7 separate regions of the Mus musculus genome follow, and regions 1, 2, 3, 4, 6 and 7 are each linked to region 5. Evidence: chromatin contacts called from public Hi-C, HiChIP or PLAC-seq and promoter capture Hi-C data. All regions are on one chromosome and are shown on one strand. The core of a region is the stretch at or near the end of the contact, and the rest is flanking DNA. Distances in the headings are between cores, read along the strand shown.

Evidence for each region. Promoter capture Hi-C pulls out the DNA fragments that hold promoters and counts their contacts. A called contact is a pair of places that touch in the nucleus more often than the background predicts. HiChIP or PLAC-seq counts read pairs in DNA pulled down with a chosen protein or histone mark. Capture Hi-C pulls out chosen DNA fragments and counts their contacts.
Region 1: a Hi-C map of regulatory T cells shows a contact between it and region 5, with 6 times the contacts expected there. The contact joins the promoter of Bpgm here to the promoter of Chchd3 in region 5. A contact is called at or near these places in 2 of 39 promoter capture datasets (liver and pre-B cells), 5 of 484 Hi-C or Micro-C datasets (CD4 T cells, CD8 T cells, natural killer cells and 1 more), 2 of 115 datasets of contacts at active chromatin or transcription factors (astrocytes and pancreatic cancer cells) and 2 of 9 other capture datasets (adipose tissue and liver).
Region 2: a promoter capture Hi-C map of pre-B cells shows a contact between it and region 5, with 2.7 times the contacts expected there. The contact joins the promoter of Mkln1 here to the promoter of Chchd3 in region 5. A contact is called at or near these places in 2 of 39 promoter capture datasets (embryonic stem cells and pre-B cells).
Region 3: a contact with region 5 is called in a promoter capture Hi-C map of liver, with 3 times the contacts expected there. The contact joins the promoter of Agbl3 here to the promoter of Chchd3 in region 5. A contact is called at or near these places in 2 of 39 promoter capture datasets (embryonic stem cells and pre-B cells), 1 of 484 Hi-C or Micro-C datasets (CD8 T cells) and 2 of 9 other capture datasets (adipose tissue and liver).
Region 4: a contact with region 5 is called in an H3K27ac HiChIP or PLAC-seq map of double positive thymocytes, with 6 times the contacts expected there. The contact joins the promoter of Tmem140 here to the promoter of Chchd3 in region 5. A contact is called at or near these places in 1 of 39 promoter capture datasets (pre-B cells) and 1 of 115 datasets of contacts at active chromatin or transcription factors (double positive thymocytes).
Region 6: a contact with region 5 is called in a promoter capture Hi-C map of embryonic stem cells, with 3 times the contacts expected there. The contact joins the promoter of Podxl here to the promoter of Chchd3 in region 5. A contact is called at or near these places in 2 of 39 promoter capture datasets (embryonic stem cells and neural stem cells) and 1 of 484 Hi-C or Micro-C datasets (embryonic stem cells).
Region 7: a promoter capture Hi-C map of pre-B cells shows a contact between it and region 5, with 4 times the contacts expected there. The contact joins the promoter of Stra8 here to the promoter of Chchd3 in region 5. A contact is called at or near these places in 2 of 39 promoter capture datasets (liver and pre-B cells).

Annotation. Positions count from the first base shown.
Region 1 is chr6:34,474,975-34,477,674 of GRCm38.p6, reverse strand. Bpgm (2,3-bisphosphoglycerate mutase) reads right to left here and starts at 1,319. Exons shown (of 3, transcript NM_007563.5): 1 at 1,253-1,319.
Region 2 is chr6:31,397,297-31,400,095 of GRCm38.p6, reverse strand. Mkln1 (muskelin 1, intracellular mediator containing kelch motifs) reads right to left here and starts at 1,268. Exons shown (of 18, transcript NM_013791.2): 1 at 1,142-1,268. The coding sequence starts at 1,239. It overlaps Mkln1os (muskelin 1, intracellular mediator containing kelch motifs, opposite strand), which reads left to right and starts at 1,323. Exons shown (of 3, transcript NR_040300.1): 1 at 1,323-1,481.
Region 3 is chr6:34,779,179-34,781,878 of GRCm38.p6, reverse strand. Agbl3 (ATP/GTP binding protein-like 3) reads right to left here and starts at 1,447. Exons shown (of 20, transcript NM_001289656.1): 1 at 820-1,447.
Region 4 is chr6:34,861,836-34,864,535 of GRCm38.p6, reverse strand. It overlaps Tmem140 (transmembrane protein 140), which reads right to left and starts at 1,390. Exons shown (of 2, transcript NM_197986.3): 1 at 1,196-1,390.
Region 5 is chr6:33,058,888-33,061,587 of GRCm38.p6, reverse strand. Chchd3 (coiled-coil-helix-coiled-coil-helix domain containing 3) reads left to right here and starts at 1,328. Exons shown (of 8, transcript NM_025336.2): 1 at 1,328-1,588. The coding sequence starts at 1,508.
Region 6 is chr6:31,562,601-31,565,300 of GRCm38.p6, reverse strand. Podxl (podocalyxin-like) reads left to right here and starts at 1,364. Exons shown (of 8, transcript NM_013723.3): 1 at 1,364-1,722. The coding sequence starts at 1,653.
Region 7 is chr6:34,919,522-34,922,221 of GRCm38.p6, reverse strand. Stra8 (stimulated by retinoic acid gene 8) reads right to left here and starts at 1,274. Exons shown (of 9, transcript NM_009292.2): 1 at 1,168-1,274.

The DNA.
Region 1 (2,700 bases), core at 70-2,569, 1.4 Mb before region 5:
ATGTAACTTCTGCCTTTTTAAACGATGTGGAAACTGGGCTGGAGAGATGGCTCAGTGGTCAGGAGCACTGGCTGCTCTTCCAGAGGAACTGGGTTCCCTTCCTAGCACCTGCAGGGGGGCTCATAGACATTTGCTCCAGTTCCGGGGGGGGGGGGGTGGTCCATGGACACTAGGCGTACACAGAGTACACATACATACATTCAGGCAAAAAAATCATACACATAAAACAGTCTTGAAAAAAATGTGAAAATTGGGCTGGAGAGATGGCTCAGAGGTTAGGAACACTGCCGGTTCTTCCAGAGGTCCTGAGTTAAATTCCCAGCAACCACATGGTGGCTCACAACCATCTGTAAAGTGATCAGATGTCCTCTTCTGGTGTGTCTGAATACAGCTACAATGTACTTATATACATAAAATAAACAATTCTTTTAAAAAAATGTGAAAATTCAGTTTTACAGACAAACTAACACGACTTTTATTATAGAAACGTTTGTACCTGCTGCTGAAATGTAACCATTTACTTTTTATTTCCTCCCGAAGGCGTCGGAATTCTGTTAGTTAATATTCTAGAACCATTTCCCCCATTCACGGGCTATAAACCCTTCCTAATTTGGGGGGGGGGGCTCCATCCTGCAAAGTCTAATAATAAACTTCATTACAATTTTGCATTTCTTTTGACTTACTGTAGTGAAATACTTGCTCCTACCCCTTAGCACAAAAAGAAATGACACTTTTTGGCCATGATAGTGGTGGTCGGGCGTGCACGCGTGTGTGCTGGGGAGGGGGTAGTGTTCCCCTGAACCCGGAATATGGTTCCTGAGACTCCTGAATATGCAACAACCTCTTTGCCTTCCATGATATTTCCCCCCTTAACTTACACTTTTAGGATCAAGGTCTGCCTTCGCCCTACACCTGCTTCCTTCCAGTGAATCCACTGGCTAAGACAAGTAGCCACACCTGAGCTATCCAGGAGGTAGAGTTTAACTTTGCTAAGCCACCATCACTACAGCTCTGGGTTCACACACCATCACTCCAGCCGACAGAACTCACTGTTCCTGAGAGATGCTCGCTGAGAAAGGGCCAGCTGAGAGCTGGGGTACTCGGGAGGGTCTCGCTTGAAGCGGGCATCAGGTTCCCACCAGATACTAAAGCCGGGCAAGGTAGCAACCGGCCTTCTCACGATAGAACAGCAAGCCACTCATGAAAGAAAAGAAATCCTCACAACTGTAACAATTACAACGAAGCCACTCACCTGCAAGGAAACTACCAGTAGCAGCCGGTCCTCGGTAACGCCGTGCTGCAGACGCCAGTGAGGATTCATCGCTACAGCCGGCATCAACGCTCTTTTGTAGCCTAGAAGCCAAAATGGTCAGAACCGATAGCGCTGGGTATTGGAAGACAGAGTTGTCACTCATTCACGGCCCCGCCCTCTGGCCAGCGACCAGCCGGAGGTTCTTTCCGGTTTCTCAAGTCCCTGGGGTAAGAAGGGAAGCTATGATTGGTTTAATGAGGAAACAGACGCACGGATAGACCAATAAGATGGTAGTTTCGGACATAGGCAGGCGGGCTTTAGTCGTAGAGACCCAAACCCCTGAGCATCGCCGGGGCAATGTTTGTGGGCTGCTAGCTTTGCCGTCCAGAGACCTGTTTGAAGTTCTCGAAATTGAAACACACCTGCTGTGAAAAGCGGGTCAGCAGATGAAGGGATACTTCTTCTAGTTAACGGAAAATTTCAGGTCCTACCTAGGCTGAACCCGGTAGATCCTCACGAAAGCTTGTTTGGCACGCCTGTGCGTCGAAAACAGAGATTAAAATGAAAACCTTTAAAGTGTCCTATTTACAGATAGTCGCTCATTCTTACTTTCTCCTAACATTATGAAGAGAAGAGAAGCGAATAATAGGATATCCTAAAAGTACAAGAAGGGCGAAGAGGTTAGAAAAGTAGAAAATGGTACACTACAGTTTCTGAAATTAAACCTATGAAAATGCCAGCTTGTCACTCGGGTCTGGTACCAGAGCTGGAAGCTACTAAGCAGGCTTGAACTACCACACAAGGTCTGAAACGTGTGTCAAAACGTGAATGAGAAAGATAAGAAATGTTATGTGTGCCTGAGCAGACGGGAAAATTCCCCTTCTTGGTTTCTGAAAGCTGTTCCACTTAGTGTCTTCTGAACTCACCTAGTTAATTCTATAAACAAGTCCAATAAGTTTGTGACCAGCTAATGGGTGCTCAGATCAGTTATTTAGGATGAAAATCTTGACACACCATGAACTGGTGTCATGATGGCCTGCTTGTAGCAAGCTGTATGTCCCATTTATGCATTTTAGCTCATGATAGTTGCAGCTACCCCTTTCTGAGAGAGCGTCTCTCAAGGACAGTGAGTTCTGTCGGCTGGAGTGATGGTGTGTGAACCCAGTGCTGTAGTGATGGTGGCTTAGCAAAGTTAAACTCTACCTCCTGGATGGCTCAGGTGTGGCTACTTGTCTTAGCCAGTGGATTCTCAGGTCAGAACAGCTGGAGAAGGAATCTGCCCAATCGTACACACCTGCCAACCTGTTCTTCCTCTTCTTCATGAGGGCAGATGGACCAGAAAACATTTCCGCTGCCCTGTAGTATCAAAGCTTTCTCCTCAGGAAGGGTAACGGCAGCCATGCAAAACCAATCCTAACAGCCATACAGCATTTGACATTTGAGGGTAC
Region 2 (2,799 bases), core at 19-2,518, 1.7 Mb after region 5:
AGATTCAAAGGAGTCAGTCAAAACAAACAACCTTAAAAAGGCCTCCAAAACAAACAACCACACACACACCTCCAAAAGAAAAAACTACCAAAAAAAAACAAAAACAAAAAACAAAAAAACAGAGGTTTACAGAATGAACAGCCACAAGTCCACTTCAAATGAAGGTCGGTGCTTATCCAGCTCACCCTCAAATTAAAAGCTGGGTTCCAATATCAATCAGAGATGTGGCCATGTACCAGCTATCAACAGGCCACAACCGGCCAGATCAGACCACAGGTCAGCCTTCATTGGGCGGGAGCTACAAGGCTTCAGTGCCAACCCTTGACCTGGTGACTAGGAGGAGGGCAGGTGGGCAGTCCGCGGAGGCTGACTCTTCACCCGCAGCTTCAACTTCCAGAGTCCTGACCGACTGGACTCGAGAAATCCAATCTGAACAAACGGGAGGAATTTTAAAAATACGAATGGAACACACTCCCTGTTCAGGACACTCCGGAGATGTAGCAATTTTATTCGAATAGCAACGGAAAACTGCACCCGTTCCTCGTTGTGTTCCTAAGGCCATTTCTGCTGACTTGGTGGTGCCCTCGGGCAAGCCGCACGCCCCCAGACCTGCCCTCCTTCCCTATCTTTTTCAGAACTTCCAGCCCCCCCCCCCGTCCAAAAAAAGCCAAGACACCCCTCTGCCAGTCCTCCAAGTTCTCGCCAGGGTGCGGATGGACTCCCCAACTTCTCTCGCCACTCGTGCAGAGCTAAGCACTTTTACTGCGGGCTCAGGAACTCCGGCGCTGTCCGAGCCGTCCGGGAAGGACCGGGCCCCCGTCGTCGCCCTGACCACCTCCGACGGCGGGGGAGGCTCGCCCGCGGCCCGGGCCCGGAGCCCCGCTCCGCTCCGCCTCACCTCCCGCTGCGCAAGCCCGCCTCGCCGCCGCCACCCGGAGCTCGCTCCCGGGCCCTCAGCCCGGCCTCGGCCCGCCAGGCCGGAGCACTCGGCCGCCGCACTGAGAAGCTCCGGAGGCCGCGCGTTCCCCGTCACAGGCCCCGCCTGGGCCTCTCTCGGCTCCGCTCCCCACACCGCACGCTCTGGCGGGCCGCGCTCTCACCGAGCGGCTCCGACAGCTCGAGCGCGGGGCCCCGCACTTACTCGGGAAGGTAGGTGGAGGAGAAGGAGCTCCACTTATGCAGCGCGTAGGGCAGAAGCCGGCACTCCGGCGCCACAGCAACAGCCCCGCCAGCCGCCATCTTGTCAGCACCGTAGCGGCCACCACCGAGCGCCAGCCCCGCCAGGAGGAGGGCGGGGACGGGGCCTGCTCTTAAAGGGGCCGCGCCGGGAACCCGACCGCGCAGGGCCGGCACTGGCTGCTTGGAGGCCGCTTCCTCGGGTTTCCCACGCTGTCCTTTCCTAGCTGACCCTCCCAGGGAGGCTTTCCTTTCCTGTGAGGCTGGCAGAGGAGTGGCACAGAGGACTTTTCATACAAGCTCAGGTAAAGACAAAGCCAAGGACATTTTGAAAAAAAAAAAAAAAAGAAAGAAACGTCTCCTAGAATAGGAAGGGAAAATTCGATGAGCTTGGGAAGGGAATATCTTTCCATCTTTCCTACTTTGGAAACCACTGCTCTAGCCTGTTTATAAATCCTCTCCGGAAACAGAGGTGAGGAGAATTGAAGTGCAATAATAACGTATGGCCTTTGTCTCTGCAGTTGACCTGGGGTAAAAATGTCCTTGTCACCGTGTTCAAGGGTCAGGTGGAGGCAAGATAAAGGAACAGCTAGTGTGTTCTGCTATCAGTCTGTAAACATTTCTTGTCGGCCTCTCTTACTAATATTCTGATGGCATCGTTGTACCCAGAAATGACATTCGCCCACATACCAGGAAGATGCTCAGAGTTGGAAAGTTGTGTGCCATCATTTGTCTCCGGCATTAAATCTGCTTGCTTTGAATTTTAACATAAATTTAGCCCAAATGTTTGGAAAGAGAGAGATGTTTGAGAAAAGATCGCGTCTTCTTCAGAAGGAATAATGAGTACACCCCACCCACCTCCAACATACATACTGTTCATGAAGCCTGACAGCAGGCATCATTCCAGCTTTTTATCACAAAAGGAACATCTGGCCTAAATAGGTGGCAAAGTTAGATAATGCTCCTGTCTAGTACCTGTTTGTCAGGGTTATAAATATGCCCTTGCTTACCTAGCGGCATCACCCAAAATCGTGTCACTCCCTGCCTAAGAGGTTGGACTCCTGGAAGTTTGGATTGCATCATTGTGTCAACCAGAGGATATTAAAAACTCAAGCAAAGAGTATCTCAATAAATGATCCAATAGTTTTACTCTTTTTGATTATGATCGTTAACCGGCCCATCAAATCTCTCCAATTCTTTATTGGCTTCGTTTCCATTGGTGAAATTTTAGCAGTAGCCTCTACTATGATACCACTAGCAATGTCAGCTAGACCACAAGTATACTCAGTGTTTAAGACTTTGTTGGGAATGAGTATGAGCCCTGAGGTAATGACCCCTGAGGTATTGACCCCTGAGGTAATGACCCCTGAGGTAATGACCCCTGAGGTAATGCTCTAACCCCACTGACTTCAGTTAGATAACTGCCTACCATGGAGGAAGTTAGTTACAGAGAAATTATCTTGGAGGGAAAGATTGTCTTCTAAAAGGGAGAAGATAAGATGGGGATTCACTCCAGTTAGAGGACCCACAATTTGCTAATTCCTCTTCTTTTTGGATCTTAGTAAGTCATTGTTGTTGTTGTTGTTATTGTTGTTGTTGTTTTTCTTCCAGGCAGAGAATTGT
Region 3 (2,700 bases), core at 198-2,697, 1.7 Mb before region 5:
CAGTCCTACAAAGAATATACACATAAGCAATATTCAATAGGCTTCTGCAAGTTGCATTTATATATTTATTTAAACACACAATGATAATAAATAGCAAAAGAGGATATGTATCTGAGAGGGTTGGAAGGGGGATAAATGATGTAATTATATTTTAATTAAATAAAAAATTTAAGATGATGAGTGGATATGGAATGGGGGTGTGAATTTTAGAAGAGATGAAGGGGGATATATTTATAACCTGTCAGTATGTTTTATGAACAAAAATAAAACTTAAAAAATCTGTTGAAACAAGAGAGACAAATCACGTAAATAATTTAGTTGAAAAACTTCCACAGTATATAGCCAGGCCATTTACATTTTATATTCATAACTAAACACTACACTGCAATAGTAAATGGGGATTGTCTTCACGCATTAAAAAGTACACAAGAAAAGTTATAATTATTCAGACAATAAAATGTAGCAATAGTGTAAAAACTTTCCCCTTTCTCTTGAACTTTCAGTTGACCCGAGCTTCAGTGTGTATAACTTAAGTTTCTCTTTAACCGTGATCATTACTGTATATTTAACTTTTAAAGCCAATGACACCATTTGTATTGGAATAGCTACCAGAAGGTCCGGCTGGAGATGACCACTGTTGCTTCTAGGCAAGCCTGAAATTGGCATTTTACTAAAATGACATTTTCCTCCTGCTACACATGCCAGTGATTGTGCCTTTGGGGATAATACAGTTTTAGGTATACGTTTCCTCTTTTCTTATTTGCAATGAAATCATCCTTGCCAAGCTTTTACACTTTGGAGGACACCAAAAGAATTTACCAATTTCACAACTACTGGTGTTTGGTTCTCTCTAAAAGCGAGCCTTTTGACCACCGCCGACAAACACCTTCTCAGCCCCCGGTTGACGTCTACAGACGAGCGCGTTCGGGGGCGCGGACGGCGCGGAAGGCCTCGCGAAGCTTCATCATAAACGCCAACTGCAGTCGAGAGAGCGGTTTCTAGGTGACATCTCGGGGCGGAGACCGAAGCTTCAGCCCCGGATGACGGCTCGAAATTACGACAACCCGCCGGGACGCCCGGCGGCAGCTCCTTACGTGCGCGGACGAGGCGTGCAGGCGCTAGGCGCCGGAAGCCCGCGGACGCCGGTCCGCGCCCGAAGCGGCGAGCGGGGGGCGTGCGGCCGCGCCAGGCCTTCTCTCGGGGCGGGACCCGCGCGGAGCCTCCTCACTCACGCGGGCCCCGCGCCGTCCCGCGCCGAGGGCCGCATTTCCCCCGCTCCCCGCTGCCTAAGCGGCGCGTCCGCCGCCCGCCTCGTTCCCTGGGCCTCTTCAAGTCCGCCGGTCGTCCCACCCCTGCCGGGAGAATACTTTAGGATGTCCCCCAGGCACCGGGCGACGACAGGGTCAGAGCAAATGCCATCGAAATTCAGCGGTCGCTGAGAGAGCAGGCCGCTTGTTGCCAGGGCAACGGCTGTACTCTCGCGAGACTTTGGGGAGCTTTAGTGATTTCTTCCTAGGGACAGCTGTGAAGGTGGTGAGGTTTTTGGCGGGAGACATTGATGCTAGGGGATGATGGGAACTCCTGGCTTGGCTTATGGTATGGACCGGTTTGAGCATTGCAGGAGGGAGAGTTTAGCACTGGGGAAGATGCGACTGCAGTTTGTTCTGAGTGACTATAACTTGTTTGCTAGGTGCCTGCGCTGAGAAGGCAGTAGAACATACAGTTTAAGGCTTGTGTCTAGAGCCCCCCTTGACTTTTAACAACCTGATGACCACGGGCAAGTTAATTTTCTGAACTGAACCTTATTAATAAAAATGAACTAATTTATTTGAAGTTAAAAGGTTGAGTTCTATTTTGCACAATTATAATTCATTCTTATTCTGGAAGTGAGACTTAAAATACTTGATTTGGAGGAGTCATGGTTATATGTATAAGGGTAAATTCTCAAAAATTTCATCAGCTTAGAAATTCTTTGTTAGCCAACACTTTCACAAAGCAAATCTCCCACCTTGCCTTATTTAAGTCAATAAGACCCCCACAGCAGTCTTAGGATCTGTGTTTGTGTGTGTATATTTAACCCTGATTTGTTGGTCACTTTTCACTTTGGTGGATAATACAGTTGGAACAGTTTTCCAAGTAAAGTTAATAAAAGAAAAACCCATATAGACAAAAAGAATGAGGAGGTGTTCAGTGCCCTCATGGTTCGCATTAAGCGCTTCAGTTTCAGCATGGAAATGGGTTAGCATCTCTAGATTTGTTAACTTTCTGGGAATGTGTTTGTGTCAGACCTTGAGACTTTCTGTTTCTTTGGGCATTGGCCTGAGGAAATGAAGTGTGCCATTGATCACACTTGTTTGAAAACTAGTCTTCATAGTTAGTTGTGCTTGGTTTTATGCCATGTGTATATCACTAACGGAGACAATGCTCAGAGACTCTCTGGTTTGAGGGTATCCTCAAAGCTCCAGTACCGAAATTTACTTGCTCCTGTGGATATGTAAGAACAGAAACATAACCCTACTTCTGTTTATATGTGGGGCCGTTCAGGGGTAAGTAAGATGAATGAGACCATCGGCGTGGAGTTCTCATAATTAAAACTTAGTGGCTCTATAGGACAACAGAGGGCACCCACTCCCAGTTTCTGCTAAGGGGTACCATTTGGTCACTTGGGACTCTCTGCCTGCAAGTCCGTCACCAAATGTG
Region 4 (2,700 bases), core at 141-2,640, 1.8 Mb before region 5:
TGGCCAAATGACCCACTTTTACCGCCTTACCCCTAGGCAGTATCATAGAAAGGATGGAGTACTACAATGTCAGGCATAACGGAGGTCAGTTGTGTGTTAGAATGGAGAAGCAGCTTTTAGGAGCCAATTCAAAAGCACAGGGGTGGTCAAGGCATCCCTAGACAGGTGCACAGGAGAGAGAGGAGGCCATGGGTGGTCAAGGCATCCCTAGACAGATGCACAGGAGAGGAGAGGCCACGGGTGGTCAAGGCATCCCCAGACAGGTGCACAGGAGAGAGGAGAGGTGGAGAAAATCAGTCCTGTGGTGTTTCCCAGTGAAGGCCACATTAAAATGTTCCCAGAATTACGTGCTGTTGGTGAAAAGTGAGATTATAGAGCAAGCCACCATAGCCTTAGTAATTCGATAATGTGGGGACTAAAATAGCAGCTTAGAAAACGGGATGTGTGAGGCCTTGCTCCAGGCGCTGACTCTCAGACCTGCGATTAGGAAGACCCAGAGAGGAGGAAATACTGAAAACACACTTCAGCTGTCTCTGAAAGATTTCCCCCCACCCCCCCGTTTTTTTTTTTTTTTCTTTTCTCTCCTATCCAACAACTTGATTTTACAGATTAAAGAAGTGTAATGGGAGTTATTAATCAGCCAGAAAAGATAAGAAAGGAAAGAAAAGAAAAGAAAAGAAAAGAAAAGGAAAGAAAATAAAAGAAAAAGAAAAAGAAAGACCTGTTTCAAGGGACAATCCCCCCTCCATGAGTTTCCTTTGGGGGCTGATATCAGGTCTTAAAATCTTTTATGTCCTATAATTCTCTTTTGGACAAGAACACAGATCTTTTCTTTGTGTTTTTCAAATCTTGGTATCAGTTTGGCTGTAGTGACATGTTTTTGTCTGCCTGCCTACTTCTGGAGAACAATGTGTCCCAAAGCCACAGGTATTAATGGTACAAGCTTCCTGAACACCAGGCTGCATGCAGCTACCTGTGTGTTTCTAACCATTTACAGAGTTTTTGAGGCAGAGATGCACACAGTGATGCTTACGAGCATGGGGGCAGGACAGAGGTGAAAGGTTATATCACTCTCTGGGGAGAGAGGAGGCCACCGACACCAAGCAAAGCGTCCCCCCTTGGTTTGTTGCTAGAATGTGGAGTCTGGGAACTTAAACACCTCTTATCCCTTGTGGAGTTGTGGGGGTGTACTTACAAAAACCAACGCTGGAGCCCAGGAACACTCATCAAAAGGTGACACAGGAAATCAGCGTCTGTCTGGGGAGTCGATCTTCTCCTGGGCTGCTTTCTAAAGTCAGGCTCCAGAAACCAGGGCAGAGGAGAGAAGCTGCAAGCAGACAGCTCAGAGCTCCTGGGCTCTGCCTGCACTCGCAGGCAGTCGCGTTCAAGTAAACAGCTCTGAACTTTGGTACATTTGTGCTGACTGATGTCACTCTCAGCTGATTTCACTTTCGTTTTTTAACTTGCCTGTGTCTTATGACTTTTCAGAAATGAAGAGTGTAAACAACTTGTTGCTCATGGGAGCACATGACCCACAACTGGCGCACCCTGCCTGAGCCAGGTGAGGGTCCCGATTTTACTGTGCGAAAGTTGATACCAGCTTCCAGACCTCCAGGGCATTGCAACTCTTAGAGAAACACGACCCAGAATCTTTCTAGGGAGGGACCTTAGTTCACATGGCCAAGCTTCCAGCCAGTGTAGCTCCTGGAACCTGGGTCCCCTCTTCTCATTCCTTTGGAAGGCACCTATGCCTTGGACTCTCCTTTCAAAACTCAACCGATGATCTTGACTGTGTCTCTAGATTGGAAACTTTGCCGTTAGCAAAGTTATATCTAACAGTTATAGAGCAACAGAAACACTGTGTTCCCATTTCAAAGTAAAAGAGAAAGAAAGCTTTTAGTCTTGAGATCGCAGGGAGGGGACTCTTGCCTCCCAGGCTCACATGATCTCTGCAGCTTCAGAACTGGGTGAGCTTGGCAAAGACAGTAGACAGCTCCCAATAGCGCTAAACCCTTGGCGGCTTTCTCTACTTTCTACATGACACCCTGTACCTAACTGGGTCTTGGTTCATCCCAGGGGTTCCCTTTGCCGCCATGCTAGGTTAGATTTCTTGTTTCTGGGTCCCAGGCTTTTCTCTTTTCTGCTGTATTCACTTTTGGTAGAATAAATTCCAGGTGATTTACTGAGAAATGAGGGACACCAAAGGTTTTTTGTTTTTGTTTTTGTTTTTTTTTTTAATTTGTCAAACTGATATCTTTATTCTATTCTTAAACTTGTTCAAAGTTGGATAGAGTATAGTGTTTTTCTTTAAACTTAATTTTCCCATGCAACCTGGAGGCCGAGTTCCATGTTGTCTGCCTTTCCCGTTGCTAGGAAGTTCAGAGCTGGTCTCCTTCCCACTGTTGTCCTTTCAGCCTTTTGCCTTTAAAAGAAAGTGCCATTTTAATGAGGTCTTGCAAAGAAAAAAAAAATGAAATATCAACCATTTTGCCATTTTCAACTGGAAGCCTAAGTCCTCCACTCCCACCCCACCCCCTCACCCCCTTTGAGACACCACTTTTGCCCCTGAACTTCCTCACACCCTACCAGACAAATTTACTCGGGGAGAGTCTCCGAGCCCTTTGCTCTGATGTCTGACTTCCTGAGACCCACTATCTGTGCTGTTCCTGTGGAGCTGCACTTAGGGACGCTGTTGCCTCT
Region 5 (2,700 bases), core at 79-2,578:
AGAACGACACAATGAGATGAAGGGCACTGCTGCTATATGCTGGGATATAGCAGCGGGAGGGACATAGTGTCTTGCGCTACAGATTCTGACATGCTGACAAATAACTGAAGCTCAAAAATATTTCTTCAACATTGTGGATCCCTTTGGCCTAGGAGGATGCCATGGTATGCTGTATTCTCTGTCTTTTAATGTTGAGAAGGGCAAATTGAAAAAGGTATTTTTGTTCAGCTAGTTCTGTCCCCTCCCCTCCCATCCCCCTTCTGCCCCACTCTTCTTCTTCCCTCTTGTTTTTTCTCCTCCTTCACATAGCTCAGGCCTGGGGCATTGCATAGACAACTGAGCTACATCAGTAGTCCCATCCATCTAATTTCTAAATGAAAGGGTATTTCTCTGGCTCCATAAATCTAAGATCATACTGTACTTTTAGCAACAGTGTTTGACAGCAAACAAACAAACAAACAAACAAAAAAGCAAAACAAAAAAACCCTAAAATCAACCAAATAACCAAATAACAACAAAACTGAAACTGTGTGTGTGGTTATCCTAACATTTTTAGACTTCTTGGAGGTAAAGTACCAAGCTAGAAACTTTCCAAAACAGATCATCTCTACTTTGTCTAACGCTGCTATAACTCCTCCATGAACGGACCATTTTCCTCTGTCTAATCATCCTGTGATCTAACTTATGTAAGTGAATAAGAGACACAAACACGAGAAGCAGTGTTCTGTCTGTATCTTTGTGTAAATAATTTTTCCTGTGCATTTTTGCATGTAGATTTGAAAGCCCTACATTAAAAGTTGCATTTCATACAGACTGACAAATACCAAAGTCATAAGATAGGAACATAGGCATATGTAGTCTCGGCCCCTTTAAAAGACTAAGTGGCAAAATGCTAAGTTTAGTTGTTACAGGTTTGTGAATTGGAATATACAAGTTGTTTGTTTAGGGGAGTGCATCTTCCATATCTAGCTTTGAGAGCCTGTATTTACCTAACTTACCTAAGGTTCTAGAGTCAACTGCAAAACAAGCTGGTTGGGTGAACCAACTTTTTTGAAAGTAGACCAGAAGGAGGCCTTCAGGGCTGTCAAGACTACAACTCCCAGAATGCTCGGTTCACTTTACAGTTTAGGGAGTGAGACCTGTCACAGCACCTATCGCTCCGGATCGAGACTACAATTCCCATTATTCTCAGAGGCTCCGGAAGCCCTATTAAGCACCACCTGTTGCCATAGCATCCGGGTCCAATCCAGCCAATCCTAGTGCACCTTCTGATAAGAGGCGGGCAGTTTGCTTCTCGGGCTAACCCGAAGCGGCCTACTTCTGGCACGTGACCGGAGGAGGCGGGCTTTTGGGACCGGCGCCTTCTCCTTGCTTCTTTTTTGGGGTCGTGGCCTTGCTCCTGCCCTGCAAGAGAAGCGTCCAGGGCTTTCACGCGCAAGTGTGCGCGTGGGTCCTGACGTGCTCGTAGGTCCACGCTCCAGACTCTGCGGGGACAGAAGCAGGAGCCATGGGCGGGACCGCTAGCACCCGCCGGGTCACCTTCGAGGCGGACGAGAACGAGAACATCACCGTGGTGAAGGGCATCCGGGTGAGTGCCGTGGGCGGGCGGAGGGCAGCCTTTGACCTCGGATCCCAACGCTGAAATGTGCCTGGGACAGCTGCACCTGCTTTCTCCGCTCTCGGCCCGCCCTGCTGTCCCGCTAGAAGTCTGGGTCTCTGGGAAGAAGCTCGTAGTTTCAAGACTCCGAACCTCCATTCAGAGAAAGTTCTTGGTTGTGTGCCAGGAGCCATGCACTGTGCCGGGGTGGTGGTGCCGGGTCACCACGGTCGTCCTTGCTCACTAGTTGCAGGACTTTATTAAAACTCTTGCTTCACTGTGCTGGTCCGTGTGCCTCCTGTACAGGACCCAAGCCCTTCTTTTCCACGCACAGTTCTTTCTCAGAGTGAATTGGTGTTTTAAGGATTACTCTTCTTTGCCTCTGTTATTCCCTGCCCCTCTTCTGGTATTACCATTCAAGTCATTCCTGACCCTGCTGCTAATTTCTGGCTTCTGGCTCTTTCCCTTCCACCTGATAATTTCGTTTTCCCAGGCGCCTCCCCTGTGGTTTGTTGGCCCAAGTTATGAACCTGACCCAGTTGGACTATACAGGCCTATAACTGCCAGCCTGCTAGGGGCGGAGGTCGGTTTGCAGGCCTTCAAGGTTGTAGAACTGAGACAACTTCTAAGGGATCGTTATAGAGACTTATTAAATGCCCTCTGCATGTACTTGATACATGAACTGAAAACTTGAATTTCCTCTAGGGCGTTAGTATACACACTAACAACTTTAATATTCTCCTTTGCCTCGACTTTGGAGCTTCATGCTTTGGGAAGTACACTTACTTGTATCTAGTAAATAGAGCACTATGACTTCAGAAGGTTTTAGAGTACTTTATATTTTCTGTCTACTGCTTTTACACAACTACTCTTAATTAACTATGTAAGAGTTACAAGGAAATAAAAACTTAAAAACATTTCAACTGCTTGAAAACTTTTTCCTTTGAAATTTGTTACTTTGAAAAGAACTTATTAAAGTTTTATTGATTAGAAACCCCAGACTGTTGAACTGAGTTTTTGAGTCTGTGACCAGCAATTCTCACTCTACTAGTGATAGAGCCCTTTGCCTGCTGTGGTTTAGTTGGTAGTTTTTGTAGTAAGAT
Region 6 (2,700 bases), core at 115-2,614, 1.5 Mb after region 5:
TCCGGATTAGCAACCCAGGAGTCATGTGTGACAAATTTTCACCATATCCTTTCCGTGTCAGCCTCCCCTCCCCCTTCAGCTTTGTATCCCGAGATGAGAGTGCCACCTCTGCAGGGGACTCCACTGAGTCTGCAGCCCGCAAAGCCTCCCCGCCTCCCCAAACGAATAGGATGCGAGCTTCTTTGTCCTTTCACAGAGTAAACTCGGGTTTATGAGATTCTCCATTTATGAGATTCTCCAATTCCGATCTCCCACCTCAGGTCTATGGGTTTCTCACGAGCGAAAGCTGCTTCTTTCATTAAGGCTGTTCAAGGTTCTGGCCCTACGCTAAGTGCGTCTCCCAAGCAAGTGTCTCAGCAGCTGTTGGAAGTGTTGTTAGCCTTGTTCTTCGTATGTAAAGAATCAAAGCACTCAGAGTGAGTTAGCCCAACTAGGTTTTGAGCCCAGGTTGGATTTGACGCCGAGGCCCTTAAATCTCCATTGCTGCTTTTTATTCAGCAATATTATTTCTTATGGCTCAATTACAGTATTACGGGCTCTGTGCAAAGTATTTTTCCAGATTAATCTCAGAAGTAAGGCTGCTATTTACCACCTAAGGGATCTTAAACAACTTTTTAAACTATTTTTTTAACTCTATTTTTCTGTCTGCAAAACGAGGCTTAAAAATGTGACTGCCGTGAAGAGCAAGCGAATTAATACGTGCAAAGCACTTAGAACACAGACGCGCACGAATTAAGCGCTGAAATTTTTGCCTTAAAAGAGTCGCATCCATTTGTACATCGGTGGGAGAGGTTAAAAACAAAAACAAAAACAAAAACAAAAACAAAAACCCGTCCAGATGGTACGGGGCTCATCCCGGAGGACAGACTTGGGGACTGCACGAGATCCAGGCACCTGCTGGGCAGGGGACCTGCTTCCCTTGTTCTGCCGCAGGAAGGCGCTGAGGTCTGGGGGCCTGGAAGGGTCGGTTCTTATCGGAACTTCCAGACTGGGGGGGCCTGTGCCTGCGTTGTAAGGGCGGTAGCATTATGGAGGATCCGGGCTGATCCCCTGCAAAAGCAATGTGTAGGACATCCGCGGCATGGATTGATTGTCTGACAGGGTCCCTGGCGCGCGCGCAGGCAAGTATACACAGCGTGAGCACAGATTCACAGGCACACACACACACACACACACACACACACACACACACACACACACACACTCACTCACACACGCACTGCCCGGGACCGCCAGCCCCTGCTCCCCCGCCCGCCGCGCTCCAGGGCGGAGTTTCCTCCTCTGCTTATTGTTCGCAGCCCAGCGCCCGCCCAGCCGCCGCCCCGCCCGACCCCGCCGCCGCTGTGGGCGAGCTCCTGGGGGAGGGGGCGGAGGCCAGCGCGGACGGGACGGGGCGGGAGTCTTCGCAGCAACGTGCGCGGGGCCGCAGCGGCGCAGACACCGCCCGGGCCGCAGACACCTTCGCTCGTCGCTGCTGGCTCCGTGTCCCAGCCCAGCTCTGCGGTAGGCAGGAGGAGCGGCCGGATCGCGACTCCGGAGTTCGCGGCCGTCGCCAGGCCTCCCGGAGCGGCGCCGACGCTCCCGCTGTCCGGACGCGCGACCCTGCGCCAGCGCCGCAGCCACCTGCTCGGAGTCCCCGGGCGAGCACAACCATGCCTCCCACTACGGCGCTCTCCGCGCTGCTGCTGCTGCTACTGTCGCCTGCATCTCACTCCCATAATGGTGAGTGGACAGCCGCGGCTCTGCCGGGACCCCTGGTCATTCCCCTCCGCCCCAAGCCTGGTGGGGCTCCTGGGAAGCCGGCTGCACCGCGTGGTCGGACCGCTTGCAGCCTCTCCCGCGTGGCCGCACGCAGAGTCCTGACCTTGGCACCATCCACGCCCCCTCCAAATTGGAGAACCCCGCAGGTGCGGGGCCAGATCGTGGATTTATTCCTAGTCTTCACTGGTGTAGAGTGAGCCGGAGGTTGTGAGATTGTAAAGGGGGCACTTGGTGGGTTCGCTGGAGATGGGGGGGAAACTTTGGGTTGTGGGGAGGTCCCAGATTCCCGCATGACCACCAGAATGCGATTTCTCTTTCTCGTGTTTGGGGCTACTAGGGGACCGTATTGGGAGGTCGTTGAAACTAAGCAAAGCCGCGGGCAGGGACCACAAGAAGGAGCCCCTGAAACTGACCTCAAATCCCTAAATGCCCACGCGTGTAGCGTACTTCTTGTGCAAGCGCTTTTTCTTAAGCTTGTCCCGGGACGGGTGGAATAAGCGCTCCTTCCAGGGTCCCAGAGCCTGGTTCAGTGGGGTCCTTGCCTTCATGTTGCCAAAGGACCGGATTCTTTCTCAGAGCATGGCCAGGATGGTGGGCCCCTCCCACCCCTTTGTGTAAACAAGAAATTTCTTTCACAAATGAGGTTTGAGTTGTGTCTTAGTAATACCTCGGGCACCCATCTCCCATCAGACCCAGCTTGGAGACGATCCCACTACCTTCTTTCTGAAGGTGGAATGTTACTTTCTGTTTGAGAGGTCAGGCAGTGTCTGCAAACATAACCAGAGCAGGTGTCCCAAAGTCCCTGCCAAACAGCTGAGAGACTCAGCCCAGGAGAGAGAGGCAGGTTTCATAAACGGAGTAGCCTATCTTGAGCAGGTAGCTGCAGGGAGAAAGTAGCGAAGGGAGGCTTTCCAGAGTCGGAAGTACAGTGGTGACCGC
Region 7 (2,700 bases), core at 25-2,524, 1.9 Mb before region 5:
CCCATCCTCTAGGAGCTGCAAGTGACCCACACATCCTCTAGGAGTCGCAAGTGAACCACACATCCTCTAGGAGTCGCAAGTGACCCACACATCCTCTAGGAGTCGCAAGTGACCCACACATGCATGCTCTAGGAGTCGAGGAGGACACACAGCACAGATCCTCTAGGAGTCGCAGGTGACTTCCCCCCTGACTCCGCTCTCCACTCCCTTCCCCCCCCCCCCGTTCTCTAGGAGTCTCAAGTGACCCACAAATGCTGTAGGGGTCGCAGCTGACCACCACACGTTTTCTAGGAGTCGCGGGTGATGCACGGATCCTCTAGGAGTCGCAGGTGACCCACACACATCCTCTAGGAGTAGCGGGTAACACCCCCTTCTCTAGGAGTCGTGGTTGATCCACAAGCACAATCTAGCAGTCACTGGTGACTTACACACTCTCTAGGAGTCCCGGGTAACCCCTACACACACGCTCTAGGAGTCCCGGGTGATCCCCACGCACGCTCTAGGAGTCCCGGGTGATCCCCACGCACGCTCTAGGAGTCCCGGGTGATCCCCACGCACGCTCTAGGAGTCCCGGGTGATCCCCACGCAAGCTCTAGGAGTCCCGGGTGATCCCCACGCACGCTCTAGGAGTCCCGGGTGATCCCCACGCACGCTCTAGGAGTCCCGGGTGATCCCCACGCAAGCTCTAGGAGTCCCGGGTGATCCCCACGCACGCTCTAGGAGTCCCGGGTGATCCCCACGCACGCTCTAGGAGTCCCGGGTGATCTCCACGCATGCTCTAGGAGTCCCGGGTGATCCCCACGCAAGCTCTAGGAGTCCCGGGTGATCCCCACGCACGCTCTAGGAGTCGCAGATGACCCTCACACAAGTTCAAGGAGTCACAGGTGATCCACACAGAAGCTCTAGGAGTCGCGGCTGACCCACACACTCTCTGGGAGTTACGGCGATACACATACACACTCTAGGAGTCGCGGCTGACCCTCCCCATACACTCTAGGAGTCACGGGTGACCCACACGCACTTAAGTCGCCGGTGACACACACACACACACACACACACACACATACACACAAACTTGTGCAAACAGATTAAATATCCACTGACAGGGCATGCATTCACAAGCACCCACTTTTACTCTCAGAACACAAACGGTAGGAGAGTACTTACCTTTAAGGCCACCACGGTGAACCATGCACCTTCGACACTTGTGGAACACGCAGGAAACTGCACGAAGCCCTGACGAGTCAGTCACTCACGACTGCCCGTCGCAGAATAAGAAGAGAGGCTCTTGCCTCAGGTAAAAAACTGACCTGGTACCCCAGGCTGCGAACCAATCACAGCCCTGTCACTGCCACCATGACCAATGGGGATGCATGGTGGGGCGCCAATGGGGAGCGTGGACATTGGTGAAAACATTGTAACAACTTGCCACAGGTTGCAAGAGGGTGTGGAAGGAGCAAGATGACCTTTTCACCCCATCCAGGCGGCTAGCGCCAGTTCTTACACCCCTCAACCAGGGCAATGCCACCTATAACTTTCTCTTGAGATATAGAGGAGCCATCTTCAAGGTCCCAGTAGCAGTCCCCTGTTTCAAGGAAAAGAAAGAGAAAAATGAAGATGTGAGAGGGAATAGGTACAAAATAGGAGAGGGGAATAGGGGATTCCCAACTAAAAAAGCAGAGAAGAGAACCTTAAAGGTGGACTTAAAATGCAGAGAAGAAAAGAGAGAGAGAGAGAGGATGTGTTGAGTTGTTTGTAGTAAGCAACAAGTTTTCTCCAGGTTGAGGGACTACAACTCATTTTCCGCCTCAAATCAGATGTGCTATTATCTTTAAACCACTTTTTTCCCTCGCATCTTGAGATATCTGCAATGGTCCTGACACCACCACATCAGTTTGGCACACTACGAGCGCCACCATATCAAACTGGCACACTAGGAGCGCACTCTTGTAGAGAAAGGAAAGCAAGCAAAAGCCCCTTGGAAGGGGAGAGGCTCAGCCTGTGAATAGGAGGGAGGGTGCCTCCTGCAGTCTGACCTGAGGTGAGCTGCTTCACCATCCTCGCCCCCGCCCCTCCACAGAGGTTAAACGGAGGTCACTTGAGGTAGCAGCTGCAGCCACGACTTTGGTAGCACCAGAAGTTGGATTCCAATCCGGGATCTACCTCACGGTGACTGTGACTGGCTAGAAAGGAGCCCCTTTCTAAAGTATGCAACAGGGTACCTTAAATTTGACTCTAGCGAGTCCTGGTGTCATCTTTCAAATGGTTTTGGTAGATTGTGGATTTTAAACAAAATGAAAACTGTTCAGTGGGAATGGTGGATCATAGCTGTAGTCGCAGCAATCAGGTAGCCCAGAAAGAAAAAAAAAATGAAGTTGGTGGCTAACCTGAGCTTAGAAATGAGGCTCTTGCTCCTGACAGAAAACAGATCTGATGCTTAAGGTACAGGAGTGGGGACCAGTGGGGACCCAGTTACCAGCTCCCCTCTAAACTATCAGGGATATGGCTGGCTAAAGGAGCTGGAGCTTTGTAAGACACTGTAGTGAATTGCCAGACCGATACAGAAAAGAGTGCTGAGGACAGGAATGGCAGCAGGGCCTCTCTCAAAGGCTTGTACCAGGTCCAAAGAGCAGCTACACCTTACCCCCTTGGAGGCAAGTTTTAAAAGTATCTTTTTACTTCCACGCTCTGCTTGGGTCA